2 separate regions of the Mus musculus genome follow, and region 1 is linked to region 2. A link is a contact called in public Hi-C data. All regions are on one chromosome and are shown on one strand. The core of a region is the stretch at or near the end of the contact, and the rest is flanking DNA. Distances in the headings are between cores, read along the strand shown. Region 1 overlaps Auts2 (autism susceptibility candidate 2). Region 2 overlaps Auts2 (autism susceptibility candidate 2).

Region 1 (6,747 bases), core at 986-3,485, 94 kb after region 2:
AGAAATCTCTTTAATTACTGAATTACTTCTCTAATACAGATACATTTTATTTTGTAATGAACTGACCAGAAATGCCATAGGTAAACAAATTTACAAACAGATAAAAAAATTAAAGACCTCTGGGTACTGATGAAGTATAAATATAAGAGATACAGCACATCAGACAGGAAAAGCAGGCTGGCTACCCACAGTGTGCCGAAGTTGAAAGTACAGATGCAAGGTTTTAGACAGCGAGCTATGGTAGCTTCTTTCTATAAAGTTTAAGCTGTTGATTCCACTTAAGAAATATGCACTAAAGACTTCAGCACTGCATGAAAGGAGACATCCACGTCAAGATCTTTCCAAAAGGCTCTGAACAAGGACAGGACAACAATGTCTAACCTGTAGTCCTGTGGGCTGCTTCAACAATGGTGAATATACAGAACCAATTGCCCCACAATTCACATGGCATGAACTCAGATAGGGAAATGGATGTTTGAGCTACACACAATCAATGCATTCTCAATAAACAGTATCTGATCTCTAATATGAGCCTTGTCTGTATCAACATTGATACAGGCTAGCAAAAACAAATGATAATTTCATAACTTTAATGATGAAATAGAACTAAGGTTATTGAGAATAAAATTATTATCCTACAAACCTACATCTCAAGTCTGAACTCTGGGTTAAAATAACTATACTTGAATATATTCATCAATATCTACATTATATTGTGGTATTCTACTAAGTACATCAAGGTAGCACAGGGTGGCCTGGAATGTATTACACAACTAAAAACAGCCTTGAACTTCTAACCTCCGTATTCCAAGTGTTAGGAATACCACTTTACATCCCCATACACAGTGTACAATGTCTTAAAAGTCAAAGTTAGATTTCATGTATGTAAACTTGCCCTTACCAACTGACTCACACCTCAAGTGCAAGATACTCTAAACTCGTGTTCACCAGACTGATGGAGTCATGATGTAGCTACAAAGCCATGTGTGCTTCTTCAACAGGTACTTTCTTGTATCTCAGATGAAAACTACATACCCATTTTCCTTAACTTTGATTTATTTCTTCTTGCACCTTTTAAATTTACAAGTGTTGGCTAAATTCTATTGACAGACACCCACATATCTAAATCTTTTCCTATCCACTTTATTTTCTCTACTAAACCAGCCTCTTACTAAGAGCTTGATAGGAAAAAAATAATGCACCACTCACCCCCCCTCTCTCTCCCTCCCTCCCTACCTCTCTGTGTGTGTGCATGTGTGTGTGTTTGTGTGTGTGTGTCCATTCCTTCCCCAGACAACTGCCAGAATGATTTTTAAACACACATAGCACACAGAGAGAGGGGGAGGGAGAGGGGGAGGGGCAGGGGGAGGGAGAGGGGGGAGGGGAGGGGAGAGGGAGGGGGAGGGGAGGGGGGAGGGAGAGGGAGAGGAAGAGGGAGAGGGAGAGGGAGAGGGAGACCCATACTCACTCACTCTTACACAGACTTCAAGAAGCCCCCATCTGTTTTTCAATACCATAATGAAGCCTCTTTGCCAGCACCCTTCAGAAGCAAGCTCTCACCATAGTTCACCCCACTCATTTCCAGCCACTTGTCTTCTTTCATCCCAACCCGCTGCAACACAACAAAACTGTCATTCCTCCTAGGCAAAGATTAACATTCAGAGCAAACCCCCCAACATTCATCTGTGGAGAGTCTCTTTTTGTGGTGCTTCCAGAGTCCATGATACACAGCTATCAAAGTTCTGATTCTGTAGCAGGAGACCTTCCCGGAGATTCTCAGGATGTATTTAAGCAACAGCTGTTATTGAAAGATCAGGAAGTCAAGTTCAGGGACTGCATTTATTTGAACAAACAACTACACATTGCTTTCAGATACAGCCAAGATTCTGAAGGTAGCTCAGATCGTGATGGAGGGTAATAGACCACAGGTAAATACACAGGAACGTCCTTTCAGGACACTGGCAAGCACAGCTGGGTAGAAGCCAACTCCTGCAAAGTGGCTGCATTTGTCTTGCTAAGGGTCAGCCATGACAGCATCTGTCAAGACGAGCTTGAACAGAGGAACTCAGAACCCAGCCTAGCAGTAACAGGATACATCGGTATCTGGTTGGAGCACAAACAAGGTAGACTTTCTTCCTCTGGCACAGGGCAGGCACAGGGCCAAGCACACACAGTGCTCTCTGTTTTTGCAAGTCTAATGCGGTCTGCTGAGGGGAGGGGTGAGAGATCACCAGTTCATAATGACTCTCATTATGTCTGCTGCGTTCTGAGCCAAGATTAGACACTAGACAATCCTCTGTCCAGTGTCAAGGGCTTTCAACTGCCCTTTCAACAGGATAATTCCACTTCAAACTAATTTAGGTTTCTTATAACCCAGGCTACCAAAACTGATACACTTCACTGTCTCGGCCTGGAAAAAGAGGTTAATGTCTGCTCCAAGAGAAATACAGACTCGGGTTTGGAGTCTGTGTCGGCTCTACATGAGCGATAACAAACACAACACCCTAAAATCTCCCACCATCTGCTGAGCTGTCAGCCTCCCTGCAGGAACTCAATTTCTAAAGATTACAGTCCTTTTAGTATAGAGCCAGAGGAACACTCCAGAAGAACTTTAGAAAAGATATTAGCATTCCCACTAACATCAACAAGGCTGTGTGAGGTTCACTTCAGGACAGAAACAGTAATTCACCTTCGTCTTCTAGACACAGAAAAGCTTTGGTGACCAAACAGAAACCTGAAGCCTGGAGTGGGCTCATGCTCATGTCTCCAGCACCAATTCCAAAGGCTAACGCAGGACTGTGGAGAGTTAACAGCATTGTAGATGGGAGTGGCAGGCCAGCTAAGCATACACAACAAAACTTTAAAACAAAACAAAACAAAACATACTTAAAAACTTAAAACAAACAAACAATAACAACAACCCACTCAGTTTGGGGTTTTCAGTTTACGTGAATACATAAAGACAATAAAGGCAAGGTATTAATTCAGGTGATTCAAAAATCCAGGAAAAGAATTAAAAGAAAAAGAAAAACCAAGCCAAAGACACTCAGCTACTAAATGAAAAGGTCATGTTTGAAGGCTCCAAGGCTCACTTTATGTCTACAAATATGCTAAACCCACAAAAGTTTATATAAACACTGAAATTTTCCGTGTAATAAAGGTAATCTTCTATACCTACCAATGTACTCACTCCTCCCTCTAAAGCACACAGGCTTTGATGTGGTAATTTATTCTTCACATACCAGCTATCTGTGCCTACCCAAGCCATTACGTCAACAACTATGCATAATATTCTAGAGAAGTACTACTATATAAAATTTTGCATTTAAAGTACAAAAATTTTAAATAACCTTTAGACTGAACCAAAATGCATAAATAACCCAAAGGAACTTGGAAACCTATGTTCACTTGGTGAGTACACAGCCTGTTAACACTAACAGCACCCCTAGCGCCATGCTCAAATATTCCCACTCTGTCCAAAGTTCCTATGCTCATCCAAAAATAAGCACAAGTCAAACAAGGTGACCGCTGCTTTAAAAACTTACATTTTAGAATTTGGTATAATTTTCCTTTAATGGACACTGTAGATTCGGGGACTTACGGGGGAAATAAAACATCTCAAGAGAACACTGAAAAGCAATAATCTGAAGCCATTATCACAGCCTAGGAAGGCTCGACTTACATTTTCTAATTCTAATTCCCTCACTCTGAAGCACAAGAGACTGCAGTCTGTACAGCGGGCAACCCAAGCCCCTGCTACATGGTTGACGGAGAAGCCACTCGCAAGGCACACAAAGTGTTAAATCACACAGTCAAGCTGTAATCCTTGACCAGTGACCCAGGAGGCTTCAGCCTGGGACCTTTCAGGTGTCACTGCTCAGTGTCTTCATACAACTACACTGCAACACTGCTCCTGAAACTTCCTCCTTAGCAAATGTCACCTTTTACCTCTTCAGCCTCTCTTCAGCCCATCCTCACCATTTTTCCTCTACCTGAATCCTCCCTAGATACAACTTTAGTCTCCAATAAGCCTTGCCAAAACAAAAGTAAGGCGTTCCTTAATCTGCGCTTCCCGTCTACACTTGCACACCAGCTGCAAATGCTCCTTCAAACAAGCAGGCAGCTCAGCTAGCTGGGTTTTTTCAGTAACAAAGGACAGCCCCGCACTTTTCCATTTGAGGCTGCAGAGGGAGCCAGAACCATGCAATGCGAAAGAAAGCAAGTCAGCAGTGTTTGGAGGACTGGGAGAATCCAAGGCTAGTGAAAAATATGAACACAGGAATACCGCAGACATCAACTCCAAAATGAAGGTTTTTTTTTTTCAATAAAAATAAAAAATAAAATAAAGCTCTCAAATTAGTAGGTCTTCTCATAAGACTTCCTTTTGAGGTATATTTTAGGAAGGAATTTCTAAAAGTATTTTAAATTTTTATTTGTGTATGTTCATATGTGTTTGTGTGTACATGTGCACACGCAAGTGCAGGTAGATGGGGCAGCCAGAAGAGGGTGTTAGATCTTCTGGGGACAGAGTTACTAGTGGTTTTGAGTTACCCAACATGGATGCTGGCAACCCAATTCAGGACCTTGACAAGAGCAATTGCTATTACCCACAGAGCTATCTCTCCAGCCCCTGCAGTATTTTTAATCAGAGTATATTAGAAGCTGACCTGACCTTGCCCCATAACACACAGCATCAGATCAGAAGGCAGAGAAAGAGGAGCAGAAGGCAGGGTCAGAGGCAGAGCCACATGTTTTAAGAAGTAAGATTGCCAATACAAAAGACAGAAAGCCCTGACTGATCCCAGTCTGTGATGTTGTGACAGGTCATGAAAGGAGTCTCAGGAGACTGTCACCTCCAACACTACCTTGTGACAGTGAGATGCCACAGCAGACACAGCAGAATGGAGAAGACAGCTGTTCTAATCAGTGGCAAGACAACAGTTAACTTGTAATTCCAAGTGATAAAGAGAGCTTATTCTGACAGCTCTTTCCTAACAAACCAAAGACACATAATAACAAGCTACGATGATATCAGTGTGGTTTATACTGTAATGGAGAGACAAGTGAGATTTTGTATAATGTGAAGGTTTTAGGCAAAGCCTGAACAATATATACTGTCAAACACTCTAAAACTAAATGTGAACTGGTCACCCCATGATACATCTTGAACAAGGAAAACAACAACAGAGAATCTGGAAGAAATTTTAGAATACAGAAAAAATATGAAAGTAGGTTAAAAGTGCAAATTCAAACAGCATAAAGACATGAGGCTCAACCTAGAGAAACACATCCTTCCAAAGAGACGATTTTCTTTAAAATACGTAAGCAGGGCTAGGAATGTGGGTCCACTATAGAACATGCACTTAGAACACCTCCATCCTGCCTTTATAGAAGATGGTGTGTAGCTTAGTAAACACTTGCCTAGGATCCCCCAGTGATGGACTGGGGGTGTGGTTATGTGGTGGCACACATTTCCCAACAATTAATAAAATAACAGGATGAAGTAATATTCAAAACAGAATGAAATAACAGAAATGACCCAGAAGTTACAAAGACATCATTCATAAACAAGAACATTAAAATATTTACTATAAGATCCATTTGGATGTTTAAAAGACAAAGATGTTTATTATTTAAACAACACAACCTGTTTTTAACCTCTAAAACTACTTAACACACATAGGAGAAAACGAGATCAGTAAGCATGAGGCTAAGCCAAAGAACTATCCAAAAGGACACACACACACTCTCCATCTCTCTATCACTTACACACACACTAACACACACACACACACACACACACACACACACTTAAATACAAGATGACAAATAGTTTGATATCTCAGAACTAGAATTCCATTGAAGGTAAAATAAAGATGAATTCTCTCTTTAAAAAAACGTCAAAGACAGACTAGAGAGATGGCTAAGTGGTTAAGAGCTCTTGCACCCCTTCTAATAGATTCCAGTTCAATTCCAGTACCCCGATTGGGTGGCTCACAACAGCTTGTAATGAAAGTTCTGGGGTATCTAACCTCATCTTCTTCTGAAGGCACCTACACCCATGCACATATACACTCATGTACACACGCGTACCCATAATCATGTACACACACATACACTCACAAAATAAAATAAATCTTTGAGGAAATAATGACCCAAAATTTATCAACATAAAAATTATGCCCCCATAGAATAAAATAACTCAACAAATACAAACTAGAAGAAACATGTATAAAACTATACTAAAACTCACTGCAGTCAAGTGCTCTAAATGCAGGGATTAAAAACTCTGAGTGGCAGAGAAAATCCTTGCTATGGTTAAGAAGAATTTAGGTGGCATCAAATGTCTTGTGGGAAATAACTGAGAGAAGACAGCATATCAGCACATTTAAAGTGCATGCACGAATGCATGTGCAAACACAGACAAATACAGAGAGAGAGAGAGAGAGAGCCTATTTATCAACAGAAAACAACCTCTGCACCTGAGTGTCCTTAGATCATATATATCGTTTGCCATATACTAGACTATCTCAACAAGAAATACTAGAAGGAAGTCCTTTGGTTAACAGGAATAGCTCCACTGTCAGTCCGACTTAATCAAACGAAAGACACAGTAACTAACCATTTGGCTTGTTTGGTCTAATCAATATTTCCTGATTGAAAATCGCTTTAAAAAATTTACTGGTAAAATATAAACAACAGAAACAAATTGCTGTCTGTTTAACATATATAAATGTACACTATGAA
Region 2 (6,529 bases), core at 596-3,095:
ACACACACACACACACACACACACACACACACATACACAAATAAAAACATAAGTTATGATACCATTAAGGAAATCTGTTGATCAATAAGGATACAGATGAGTAAGTTTAAGAGGCTCATATAATGAATGTGCAAACACTGAAGCAGAGAGTGAACTTAAAAAACTAAGATGGAGAGAAATGAAGGTGGAAGAGAAAGAAAATGAAGCTGTGTTGATGACCGGGATAGAAGGGAAGGAGGAAAGGAATCATGGAGAAGGAGGGAGTGCTCCAGCCCTATGGGAGGATGGGCTCTGAAGAAAGAGGAGAAGAACAAACCTAGCAACAGATCTAGATCAAGCCCAAAGGGACCGATAACATGACAGCCTTGCTTCCACATTACAGGAGGCTTCAATGACCTCTAAACAGCTATTTTAGTATTAAAAGCAAACAGCTCTGAAGGCAATTAGAGTGTGTCTTACACGCTCTAACTTAAAACAGCAAAAAAGAGAAAGAACATAATTTCCCATATACCTTTGAGGTTTACAGTGCCTGGATTAGGTAAAGAAGCAGCTAAGAGTGCCTTGGTTATTTGACTAATGACCATCTTGTTTCGACTATAGGGCAATATACTCTCTATATTCACTACACTATTTCTTAACCTCCCAAGGGAGCAACAACAGATTCATCAAGAATGCATTCTCTCACACAAGGAAATCTGTAAAATCTCTCCACACTGGATATCCAAATTTAACACCCGCCTTCTGTTTTTACCCAGCATCTTAGGTTGTTAAAGGCATTGCTATCACATTCTTAGGTGACCACATGTTAACTGTAGACAGAGCACAATGAAGTCTAGCGTCTACACTTGATAGCCAGTAACACAGGACCAGATTGAGGACTAGGAGGTAGTAAGACCTGAGAAACATGAAAAGTGAGAGAAGAGTGCTAAGAAAGGTGCTAAAATATATGACCAGTAAGAGATACTAACACTAGTTAAACCACAAGGATAACCCAGCCAAAAGAAAACAATAAAAGACAATCTTGGGGAAAAACAACCCTAAAAAACAACATATAAGAAACAGACATACCCACAAACATGAGTTGTTCTCACTGGTCATATCAAACTAATAAAGCTACTGTCCTATGAAAGAAAGGCTCCTTGATGAGCCTGCTGATCAGACCTGTGGCTGTAGGGGATCTCCTTGGTTACTAACTGATGCAGGGGCTCACTCTATCTGACACCTTCCTAGGCAGGTGGTCCTAGACTATGTAAGAAAGCTAACTAAACTCAAATCCAGGAGCAAGTCAGGAAGCAACATTCCTCTGCACTCTCTGCCGCTACGTTCCTGCCTTGAGTTCTTGCGCTGACCTCTCTTGCTAATGCACTGTGACCTGGAAGTGTAAACCAAATAAGCTTCCCTCCTAAGCTGCTGTTGGTCAGTGAGTGTTTTATCACAGCATCATAATGAAACTACCATAAAAACTAGTACGACGATGGCAGAAGTTTAAAAGAGCCAAGTTCTTGGCATCTAACAGAGCTTCAACTAGACAACTCCCTCTCTGTCTCCTGTAGTTTCTTTCCTCCCTTAATTCCAAAATAAAGAACTCATCTGAATGTCTATTAACATACATTAAAGAGGACCCCGTGTTAATGCCTACTTCCTTGAAAATGCCATCTATCACCTCCTAGCTATAAAGCTCCTCCTAGCCACACACTCACGAAGCTAGGATGTGCTTCCAACTCTAGAATAAACGCACTAAAGAGGATCTGCCAAAAACCAAGTTGGCATGGTATAAATCAAGCACCATCTACAAACAGCCAGAACGTCCCATGCCAAGCTGAAGAAAATTGCCTAGCTAGATCTCCAATTAGGCATTGGAAGCATCCACAAGCACTTCCTCTGAGTATACTATTTAACATCCTTCTGCAAGGCCAATCTGCATCCCATACTGTTAGGAGCCAAGCCCACAGAGGCTCACAAGCAGCCCCTGGGCCTCTCTGCCCAGTTCTATTTCACAGTGCCAATGTCAAAGCACTGGTTGCTGGCTGTGACTAAGACCGGGCAAAGGATGTGGAAGGCAACACATGGAGGCTCCAAAGAAAGGAAAGTGTTAGGAATCCGTGGCTGCATCTGAAGCTGTACTCACCACTTTCTAAGGAGGCTGCTCCCTTGCAGAAGCAATTGGCAGTAGACAAAGGATGTCCTAGGTACCACCCAGAGCTCTGTGTACCACACCTGCAGCTGCAGGGCCTGTCAGCTGTGACTGATCCTCTGCAAGCTGAGCCAGCACATTAAGGGTCTGGCAGCTGACAGGGAAGCAATCCTTCAGTGAGAGAGAGGGGACAGAGTGCTGGGAGGTGGCACTCTACACGCCCTATCCTGCTCATTGTTTTCTTGGCCTGGCAGAGGCTGATACGTCCTATATTTCACTTATCAAATGCTAAACACAGAGTGCTGGCTCAGCTTCCTGGGGGAAGGAAGGGGTGAGTAGTTGAGGGAAGAGGAGGGGTGAGGAAAGGAGAGAGAGGAGGGGGTGGGAGGAAGTGGACAAGAAGAGGGGGAAGGAGAAAGGAAAGGGAGGAGAGATAAGAAGAGGAGGAAAACAGAAAGGGAAAGAGAGCAGGGAAAGGGGGCCAAGACTGACTATTCTTTTGATCCAAGTGGAACCCCTGTATCATACCCAATTATGAAATGACCAGTGATACACACTGGAGCAACAGGTGGATGCAACACAAGACCAGAGGTCAGGGTTTCAAAATTTCTTTCTCCCAGCTTCTTGTGACAGGGATTCATATAGCTCAGGCTGGCTTTGAATTCACTATGCAGACAAGGATGACCCTCAACTTGATTCTCCTACTCTCAGAAGTAAGACACAGATCTCCAAGCCTAAGAGCCACTACTCTGCCATCATCAGAGCAGATGTGAATAACTGCTAGAAAACATCAAGAGACCTATTGGGGCCAGAGAGAAATGGATCTATAGTCTGTGCTCTTAACCACAAAGCACATATTACTCTTGAAGGGGACCCAGGTATGAATCCCAGTTGAATTGCAGGTAGAGTAGCTCAGAACCCCACTTGCAATTCCTCAAGGGAGTACCTGCTCTCTCCACAGGTATCGGTACACTCTCTTGTGCACATATTTTCCCTTCCTCCCTCTCTCCCTCCCATCTGTTTCTCTCAGGAAAAAAAAAAAAATCAGACATGCCAATGTTCTTTCATAGAAATCGGGGGGGGGGGGGGCACTACAATCTTACCTTAGATTCCAGCCACTCCCTTTGACACCTCCCTTCCAGTCTCTTCCAGTTTGTTTTCTATTGTTATGATAAAATACCAAAAACAACTAGGGGGAAAAGGTTTTTTATTTGATTTCATCGAGTTCCAGGGGGTAGTAGTAGTAGTAGTAATAGTATCTTCATTGTTGTTTATTTTATGTGTATGGGTGTTTTGTCTACACTTATGTCTGTGTACCACCTGCAGGCCTGGTGCCCTGAGAGGCCTGAAGAGGGCAGGGGAACACCCTGGACATAAGTCACAGTCAGTTGTGAGCCACCACACAGATGGTGCTATGAAGAGCAAAAGAGCTCTTAAGCACTGAATCATTGGCTCAGTTACTTTGCTTGCTTTATTATACAACCCTAGACCGACCACCTGCTCAAGGGATGATGCCATCCACCCACATTATTCATCTATCAAGGAAATGTCCCACAGACAAACCCAATGCCCATCTGATAAAGAAAATGCCTGTTCCCAGGTAACTCTACTTTCTGTCAAACCCCAGCTAATGTGGCCTCAAGGTTGAGAGTTACTAAAATATAGAGAATGGAAGGTTAATTGGAAAGGGGATTGCATCTGTGGGAGAGACATCATCCACATAGAAGTGAGGCACTTTGGATGATAAGGTTGATTTGGGATTGCCCAGACTCAGTAAGCCCAGTAAACATATTGATTAACCAAGTTGGGACTGTGGTCTGTCATTAGTACCTATCTGGGAATGGAAGGACATATGCCAGTTTTCCCCACTGAAAAGTCCATGAAACATGCACCCCACCCCTTCAATGCTACTGTATGCCACCACAACCAGCTGGGGATGGAGCTCGCCTAAATAGCCAGGAGCTCTTTGAGCCTCAGTTTCCTCATTCATGAAATTAAAAAATAATTGTCTGATCCTCAGAGCTGTTGATAGAACTTAATATTTAATGTCCACAAGCAAGCATATCCTATTACAACAGACCATTGTCCTAGTACCTGAAGTTCATTAACAGTAATTATGTCTCATAAACTCATTTGTGTGAGAGACACAGACACAGTGAGGACGAGATATACACTGTGCTGGTTAACTTTGTGTGCTAAGTCAATATTAATTAAATCAAACATGAAAATCTGTATGTCCATGAAGATACTTTACAAGCAGGGGTAATGTGGGCAGGGGATGCTGGCACAGTTGGTAGAGGACCTGTCTAGCATGCAAGAAGCTTTGGATTCAAGATTCAGCCCTGCATAGACTAGATATGGTATCCTCCCCTCCCACCAGTAACCTCAGCACTGGAAGAGTAGCTATAAAGTCAGCTTGTGGCCAGCCTGGGCAACATGTGACCATGTCTTAAAAACAAACACGTGGTACGTCCAGCTAGTGAACTTGACTTTACTGAAAGATTTGATCCATATCATGTGGGTGGTCAGTTACTCAGTTACTCAAAGACTGGACTCTCTAGTTCCACAGAATCATGTACCAGCTACAGATGAGACTGAGGCAGGAGGCTCACTATACCTCAGCAACCTGGTCCCAGAGAAAATATGCTATCTACAAAAGGAAGGGAAAAAAAGGGCTAAGGATGTACCTCAGCTGGCCAAGTGCCTGTGTAGCATATGAGAACCCATGGGTTCAATAACTAGGATGGCATAAACCAGGGGTAAGGTTGTGCATGCTGGCAACTCTAACACTCAAGAGATGGAGGCAGAGGGATCAGAAGGTCGAGGTCACTGCCAGACTAAATAGTGAGTTTCAGGCCAGATAGGAATACATAAGACCTTGTGTGAACACGCACACACACACACACGCGCACACGCACACACCCCACGTCCTCATTTGGGTCAAGTTCTTGATTAAATACTATGGAAAAGTTCAGTGTGCTGCCCTGTGATATCAGGAAATGTTCAGAGAGCCTTAAAAGCAATAGGAAATAGCAATGCTTATATTTTCACTGCAATTTCATATATTACATGTTGACCACACTCAGTAAATAATTCTTCAATTACCACCCAGGACCTGCATGTTTGAAAGCACATTGCTGCGTCAAAACTGCATTGACACATGGTTTGAAGTGTACTTTAAGGAGTGTAATTTCTCATGAACACACCCACACTGTTTTTTGATCTGACTTCTGGTGTTTTGTTGTTATTATTGTTGTTGTTGCTGTGTATTTGTTTGTTTTTGTTACTTCTTTAAAACTAAAACAATGCAAAAATGTTCATGAAAATTAGCTTTTATGAATTGAGAGTTAAGGGGGATGGTGAAAATCATGGCACATGGGGAACAACAAACCCTCACTCTTCTGTCCCTCTCACATCCATGTGAGCACTACATTTTCCTGGACCTTTGCAGATGCCTTCTTATCTACATACACTGAACAGCCCCCTCTTTCCAGAGTTCACTGAAGTTTCTCTGGAGAACACCAAAACGTCACAGCAGACAGCCTGTGTGTAAGGAGGCGGAGCTATAGGTCAACCTTTTAAATATACAGAAACTACATTTGCTTGGCCTGCATTTTCACCAGTGAGATTTAACTCAGTTACTCATTGGGCAAGAGAATTAATTTTTTATTTATAATTAAACTAGGAAAAAAAATCAAATCTATCTATTTATTTGTGTATTTGGGTATTTTTGTCTGCACATATATATCCACATCAGAAGAGGGCACCTGTATATATAAGACTACAGTTATAGGCACCAGTGAGACACCATGCAGTGCCAGGAATTGAACCTACAACCTCTGCTATTAACCACTGAGCCACCTCTCCAGCCCCCTAACTAGGAAATCTAAAAGACTGTTTATCTTAACTGATGTGTATGTGTATGTCCGAGTGGATATATGCACATGACTTCAGATCAGAAGACGGCATCGGATGCTCTAGAGTTACAGGTAGTTGTGTACTCTCAACACTTGTGCTGGGATGTGAACCCAGATCCTCTGGGAGGCGTGAATCCATGTATGACTTATGTGCCTGGTGTCCACAGAGAACATCAGATCTGCTGCAACTGGAGTTATCCATGGATGTCAGCCACCACGTTGGTTCTGGGAACTGAACTTGGGTCCTCTTGTAAGAGCAACAATTTTTCTAAACTATTGAGCCATCTCTCCAACCCCCATAGAAAACATTTTAGTGTATTTAATGGGTGTTTAGTTTGGTGAATATTATTTAAATAAACTAATCAATAAATCACCATTCACTCACATCTCCTCATGATTGGCGCCAGGCAGTCCTCTAAGGATTCACTAACTTAAACGCCATATTCACAGAAGAAACCCATCATTCAAGTTGATCATG

The links. A called contact is a pair of places that touch in the nucleus more often than the background predicts.
Region 1: a contact with region 2 is called in a Hi-C map of forebrain, with 5 times the contacts expected there. The contact joins two enhancer-like sites. A contact is called at or near these places in 10 of 484 Hi-C or Micro-C datasets (the G1E-ER4 cell line, the HPC-7 cell line, embryonic fibroblasts and 7 more) and 1 of 9 other capture datasets (embryonic trunk).

The regions. Positions count from the first base shown.
Region 1 is chr5:132,227,671-132,234,417 of GRCm38.p6, forward strand. All of the region lies in intron 2 of Auts2 (autism susceptibility candidate 2), which reads right to left. Among named protein-coding and RNA genes, the nearest start is that of Auts2, 310 kb to the right of the region's middle. RefSeq lists an enhancer at 1,482-2,690. Within about 2 kb of position 2,236, at least 76 of the 459 cell types and tissues checked have an H3K27ac peak or open chromatin away from gene starts, as enhancers often do. A contact at or near this core is called in forebrain, where this site is marked.
Region 2 is chr5:132,134,261-132,140,789 of GRCm38.p6, forward strand. All of the region lies in intron 2 of Auts2 (autism susceptibility candidate 2), which reads right to left. Among named protein-coding and RNA genes, the nearest start is that of 4930563F08Rik, 260 kb to the left of the region's middle. Within about 2 kb of position 1,846, at least 15 of the 459 cell types and tissues checked have an H3K27ac peak or open chromatin away from gene starts, as enhancers often do. A contact at or near this core is called in forebrain, where this site is marked.